Regions from separate parts of the Mus musculus genome. Here region 1 is linked to region 2. A link is a contact called in public Hi-C data. All regions are on one chromosome and are shown on one strand. The core of a region is the stretch at or near the end of the contact, and the rest is flanking DNA. Distances in the headings are between cores, read along the strand shown. Region 1 has its middle 110 kb from the start of Gm22739. Region 2 holds the start of Armt1 (acidic residue methyltransferase 1).

Region 1 (3,385 bases), core at 712-3,211, 160 kb after region 2:
CTTCCTTGAAACTCTTTTGCCTCATGAGTGACTTTTAAGCCTCTTGGCTTGTCCAGTTGACTCGACCGGAGAGCGTAGCACAAGAGCAATGTAAGGAAGAAAGGAACTGATTTGTTTTATGGTTTGAGGGTCCAGTCTCTCATAGACAGGGATGTCATGGTGACAGAGGCTGTGGATGTCACATGCAAAGTCAGGAAGAAGAGCTGATAACAGTGCTCATTGCTCAGGTCTGGGACTTCGGCTCACAGAATGGTCCTGCCCATTGTCAGGGTAGGTCTTTTCTCATTAGTTAAATGCTTCTAGAAATGTTTGTCTCCTAAGTGACTCTAGATCTTGTCAAATTGATAACACATTCATCTTCAGTTCTGGGAAACAATCATGGCAGCAGTTATGTCAAGAACTGGTTACTTCATCTCACTTCATCTTCATACTTACATTTAGAGCCACAGTCTTTTAACTGGGGAGGGCAGAGTGAAGAGACTTGCCTGCAGGTCCTAACTAGGAGGTAGAAGGGCAAGCCTTCAATTTCAGTCTTGCCTGGGTCCCAAGCAAGGCTTGAACTCTGTGCTGGGACTTCATCTGCCAAGCGCCCTATCTCTTCATCCCTTGTCTGCAGAGCTACATGCACTGAGGTGAGAAGCTTCGCAGAGCACAGGGAAGGAAGCACAGTAGCCATAAAGACAGAGTTCAACAAAGCGCTTCAAGATGCTGAACCCCTCTCTAGGAAGGATGGACACCAGATATGGAGAGAGTCACAGGCCTAGCACTTCACAGCTCCCGTTTAAAGCCAGCTGCAGAAGATAGTTGCAAAGGTCTCTACCATGCATTTAGAAAATGAGGAATTTTGTTTATAAGAAAAGAAAATGTGGATAGTTCCCAAGCTTCTCTGAAAAAACCTCCCATGAAATTTTTGTGTAGCTAATAAATTAAGCCATTATTTATTCTGTGTAATGGAATGCATGCCTGGATTGTGACTCAAGAGACTCCTTTGGAGGAATGGCCAGGTCCTAGGCTCAGGGCAACATCAGTGAATGGAGTCTCTGATGCCACAGGAGCCCCAGTGTTCTGATCTGTTAGAGAGCTCTGGCTGCTCCATCCTTCGACAGCTTGCACTTCTTCCCAGGTGCCTCAGCCTTCTTTTTGGCGTTTTATTCAGTTCCACGTGGGAACAGAAGTAGAGGGTTTTATTCATGATCAAGATTCAAGGTGTCTGAGGTTGTGTTGAAAAGAGGTGGTTTAGAAATAAATTAATAATTAATGGCCTATGGATCTCAGTGTGCCTTGGCATTTATTTTGAAACCTACTTACCTGACCATTACTTTTATTCCAAAATCCTTCGTGGACACCAGGATCTTTCAGTGTGTTTAGTAGGAACTCAACTTGTATTGATCAAATTTAATTTTTAAGAAAGGATTGGTATCTTCTCTTTCAAATTCTAAAGTTTCGATCTGTCTGCCTGCTTCTCTGTCTATCTATCTATCTATCTATCTATCTATCTATCTATCTATCTATCTATCTATCCATCTATCATCTATTCATGTGTGTGTGTGTATGTGTGTGTGTGCCTGCATGGAAGATATGATACAGATATGACTGTGAGCTATCAGAGGCTAGCAGAAGATGTTTGGTTCCAGGAAGCTGGAGCTAAGGTGTTTTCAGGATACCTTTCTTGTGCTCGGATCTGAATTCAAGAATTTACGATTGTGTGAGGAGGCTCTTAAGAGCTGTGTCATCTTTCTATCTCTTGGTTTCAACTTTTAAAAACTGTTTCAAAGGATTATTTCTGTCTAGAGTTCTAAACACACCAGGTGATGGCCTTCTGCTTGGCAGAGGTTCAGGGTGGCACAGTTATGCATGCTGGAGAGGGAGCATCCGATTCCTTTTGACAGTCACTGCCTGTAATAACTGGAACATCTGTGCAGTTCCTTTGGATCATTAAGCAGCCCTTGACCTGGAGATGACGTCTGTCCTCTTGCTCTGTTCTGCTCATATCCAACTGGAGTTCCCACTGCGTTCCTGGAACTGGGCTGAGCTGGTTGTGGCCACAGAAGCACGACTCATGTCCAGAGAGATGGCAATGTTGCTGGAGGAACAAAAAACAAAAAAAACAAAAAACAAAAAAACAAGCCAGAAGCCTTATTTACCTATAGAGCAACCAGGGACCAATACAGAATTCAAGTTCTTATTTCAGTGCTTAAGACTGAGGTGAAAACAAACACTCTTTACCATGGATAACTCAGAAATAGGGCTCTGGGCAACAGACAGACAGCAAATGGAGTGAATTTGAAACTAAACTACTGTCCCATTTCAGTTCTGCTTGATACAGGCTTCTTCTTTTTTGTTCTTTTTTCCGCAGTGGGTACTTTTGTCTAGGACCCCATTCTTGAGGGATTCCGTGAGGGTTATGGGATGCACATCAGCAATTGCCCCCACCCTCTGCATTATACCCTCTGTTGCTGTACCAGTTGCATGGCACACTTGCTGAGTGATTCAAGTTATCATGATCAGAAGCAAAACAACCGACAAGCAATAGCGACCCGAGAGGGTGGCGTGACTTAGAAGTCAGGAAGTGTAGGTCCTGGGGAGGAAAACCTTTCTGGATTGTGGGATATACTGAAAATGCATGTTTCCACCAGAAGGAAGTGGACACAGGAGAGAGGAGGTGAATATGCTGTAAGAGCTGACGAGCCATGTCTCCCCATGTCATGCTTTGGTGCGAGATGCTCCCACTGGCTCATGTGTTTGAACTTCTGATCCCAGCTCTTAGGGTGTGGCCTTGTTGGAGGAAGTGGTCATTGGAGGTGGGGAGGACTAACGGTTTTATAGAATGTCCTTGCTTCTCATCTGAGCTCTGCTTCCTGCTTCCTGGTATGCAAAGAAGTGGAATACCAGAACACTCTGCCACCGTGGCATCAAGCTGCCTGTGGCCTTCCTCACAGTGAAGGACCATATTCCTTGTGAGTGTGAGCCAAAGCTTTCCTCCCTTAAGTTACATTAGCCAGTTATTTTTTATCATGGCAACAAGGAAAACAAATGAAACACAACCAAATGCATTACATTTTCAGGTAAATTACAGACCTGAAGTAACTCTGTAATACTGACCTAACTTCTAAATTATTATCTGCAATAACATTCCCAGTCGTTTATAGAAAAATGATCAAGGGAGACGTAACTACTAAAATCACGCTGGATATGATATGGATGAAGCCTCAGATAACATGGAAAGGCGAGTTTGCGTTTGGGAGAGACACTTCTCAGCACAGATTTATCTCTGATAGAATGACCTGCCAAAATCTTGAGCTGCAGTTCAGCCCATCTGATAAAGGTCACTGACTGGACACCAGACAAGCCAATACTCGCAGCACCTGCCTGACCAAAAAAAAAA
Region 2 (3,011 bases), core at 509-3,008:
TTTCTGGGATAGGTTAACAGGAGGGAAGACCCCCTGAAATATGGATAGGACTATACCATGGGGATGGGTTGCCGGCTTTCACCACTGGACTTTCTAGTGGAGCAATGCATGGCCCCTGCCTGCTCCCGCCTCCATGCCTAATCTGCCATGCAGGACTCTAGATGAGCAGCAAACCCTTCCTCCCTTCAGCTGCTTCTCCTCAGGCAGCTTGTCACATGAAAGGCAACTGGCACACTGGCTCCCTGCCACTGTTTACAGCCTCCTACAGGTCATTCACAATGGACTACAGCAAAAATTCTGAGACCTTAACTAGAATCCTATCCTTTCCCAGAGTCAAATTTGATGATGGCTTTACATTTACAATAAAAGCCAATGCCCCTAAAACGCCCTTCTGAGCCTTCTGCAACACTGCAGCATTCCCTATAGAATGCCTTTGTTCCAGGCCCTCTGGGCCTTTCCACTCACCTGTCCACAAGCTCTCCTCCTAAGGACTTGACTCCCTCAGTGACTTGGTATAATACATATAACCAACACACATCCATCACATCCACTTTGGATTTTCAAGACTGGATTTCTCTGGATAACCTATAATTTCTCTCTTTGACTGGCCTGGAACTTGCTTTGTACACCAGGCTGGCCTCTGCCTCTGGAGTGACAGGATTAATACTTATAACCAACACTCATCCATTCTCTTGCTATTTTTTACTTTGTCCTCATATTTAGCACCACTTACATACCTTGTATTTTTAGCTTTTTAATTCATGCAATGACTACTCCTTACCGTGTGCAGTATGCTAGCTCTGGAAATGAGCAAATAAGGGATAATATATATTAGTTAGCGACAGTGATATCAGAAAGCAATAAAGGAGATTTTTGCCTCTCTTCAAAAGCAGGTTTCTGTGTTTGTCCCCCTATGCTCAGTGACAGTAGTGTCCTTGGGCACAGAGGCGTCAAGTAAATTTTTAAAATGAAACACAAGGGAGCTGCAGTTTTTGAGCATTATCCTTAAGCATAATATGTCCATGTGCCTAAGGATAGCACTAATTGCACTTAGTGTTTTAAGTTGGGAGTGGGACATGGGTAGGCCTAGGCGTTTGACGGCAGGGCTGGGGGTGGTGGTGGACATAACCAAAATATATTGTACATGAGATGCAGAATACCATCAATGAAAAAAGCGGCTGCATCCAGGTTAGATTCAGCGGGTAAGTGGGGCTGACCTTTGGGAGCACTTCTTCCAGTTCCTAAGTTCAAGGTGATTTCATGCACCTTGGCAGCTACTACTATGCCCTGCTTCCAACTCGGCGGGGTCGGGAGTGTTTGGCTTGAGGTGCTTCGGATTCCCGGCTAAATTCCCAGGCCCTGGCCGAAGCCCACACCTCCTCACCAGCTTCTCCGGCTGGGGAAGCGCGAAGCACTGACCTGTGCGCGGAGAGGACGACCGCGACGCCCACGCGCACGCTCCCGCCGCAGGAACCTCTGCGGAAACACACCCCGCCCCGCCCCGCTGCGGCGCAGGCGCACTGCAAGCCCCAGGCCGGCAAGCTGGGACACGTGACCGTCCGAACACGTGACCGCTCCGCGCCCCCCCCCCCCCCTTCCGCTCGGCGGGCTACCGCCTCCGGTCCTCCAGGGCTTCCGCTCGCGTAGCCGGAAGGCCCTTGCGCCCCATGTTCTGACCCTGGCCAGACCACCAAATAAAGTTTCTGAGTTCAAAAGCGCTTAAAAAAAAAAAAAAAAAAAAAAAAAGCTCCAACGCTTCCTTTCTGGAACCGCGGCCGTTGAACCCCGGGCGACGCCAGTTGAGTGGCTTGTGGTGCCGGTGTGATGGCCGAGTCCCCGGCGTTTCTTTCCGCTAAGGACGAGGGGTGCGTCTCGCTTTTTTTTTCTTGCGCTCTTGGGAGAAAAAACCCATGTTGGGTGAGGAAGCTGTGGGCGGTCGGGAGCGCCGGATCCTCAAGCTGAGAGTTCGAGTCCCACCTCGGTGGGAGAGAGCCGGCTCGCTGTGCTGGCCGGCGTCAGGACCTAGCTAGTTCCGCTGTGTACCTTCTTCCTTTCTGTCCCGAATTGAGACGCTGGGGCAGGAGTATTGCTGCGAGTTAAAGCCAGCTTGAGCTCGTAGTGAGTTCGAGCTCACTGTGGGATACATTAGGAAAAAGCTTGTCTCTAACAAGTGAGAAGGAAAGGCGCTGCGGGGGCCAACAATTAGGACTCATACCTACTGCGGTGTGTATTAATGGTATGGGTCAAACTAATAACTCTATATTTAAAAACGTCCTAATTTTGCGTGTGCGCGCACATGCCATTATTCGCGTTAGAGGTCAGAGGACAGCTCTGGAGCCGATTTTGTTCCTTCACCTCTCAGGAGTTCAACGAGAACTCGGTCGCGGGCAGCAGATTTATCATGTGCCTTTACCCACTGAGCCATCTCACTGGCCCCCAAAATAAACATCATTAGAAGTAGTTCTTGCAATTTTCATCTTTAGAGTTTTCCCCCCTATACACACTTCTCATGAAATTTGTTAGGCACAATCGATTCACCAAAACAGCTAATAGCAAAATGGAACAATTAGTGGGACGTTAGTTTACTTTAAATTTAATTAAAATTATTTAAAACTTACAGATCGTTGACTGCTGGAATTTTCCACTTGCAATGTTTTTAAACTGGTTGAGTGCCCCTGGGAAGGCAAACCTGTGGACAAAGGGGGAATTACAATATGCTACAACGCTGAGAGCAAAGTTATAAGTAAGAGCAGAAATAAGCATTGGCTAAGTAGCCAATCTTCTTGTCTGGCTGGATGGTTGGTTTTCTTTTGACACGGAGCTATTGAATTATGTAGTGAAGGATGACCTGGGACTCCCAATACTCCTGCCATTATACTCTGTGTCATTATAGAGGGAGACACCACTAGGCTCCAAATTCATATTTCAAATACTTTATTTTCAAATGATTTAATTAGTTTTTATGTGTTGGGGGAGTGTGGCACTCACCTGTGACATTACCCAGGAATGGA

The links. Hi-C and Micro-C count contacts between places; a contact is called where the count stands out from the background.
Region 1: a Hi-C map of muscle stem cells shows a contact between it and region 2, with 2.6 times the contacts expected there. The contact joins the enhancer-like site here to the promoter of Armt1 in region 2. A contact is called at or near these places in 8 of 39 promoter capture datasets (the 3T3-L1 cell line, 3T3-L1-derived adipocytes, embryonic stem cells and 4 more), 2 of 15 datasets of contacts at CTCF or cohesin (large pre-B cells and pro-B cells), 19 of 484 Hi-C or Micro-C datasets (B cells, the Ba/F3 cell line, LSK cells and 12 more), 2 of 115 datasets of contacts at active chromatin or transcription factors (acute myeloid leukemia and large pre-B cells) and 3 of 9 other capture datasets (adipose tissue, liver and macrophages).

The regions. Positions count from the first base shown.
Region 1 is chr10:4,587,855-4,591,239 of GRCm38.p6, forward strand. No RefSeq gene overlaps it. Among named protein-coding and RNA genes, the nearest start is that of Gm22739, 110 kb to the left of the region's middle. Within about 2 kb of position 1,962, at least 8 of the 459 cell types and tissues checked have an H3K27ac peak or open chromatin away from gene starts, as enhancers often do. A contact at or near this core is called in liver and muscle stem cells, where this site is marked.
Region 2 is chr10:4,430,847-4,433,857 of GRCm38.p6, forward strand. Armt1 (acidic residue methyltransferase 1) reads left to right here and starts at 1,759. Exons shown (of 5, transcript NM_024261.2): 1 at 1,759-1,865. The coding sequence starts at 1,825. It overlaps Rmnd1 (required for meiotic nuclear division 1 homolog), which reads right to left and starts at 1,542. Exons shown (of 13, transcript NM_025343.6): 1 at 1,420-1,542.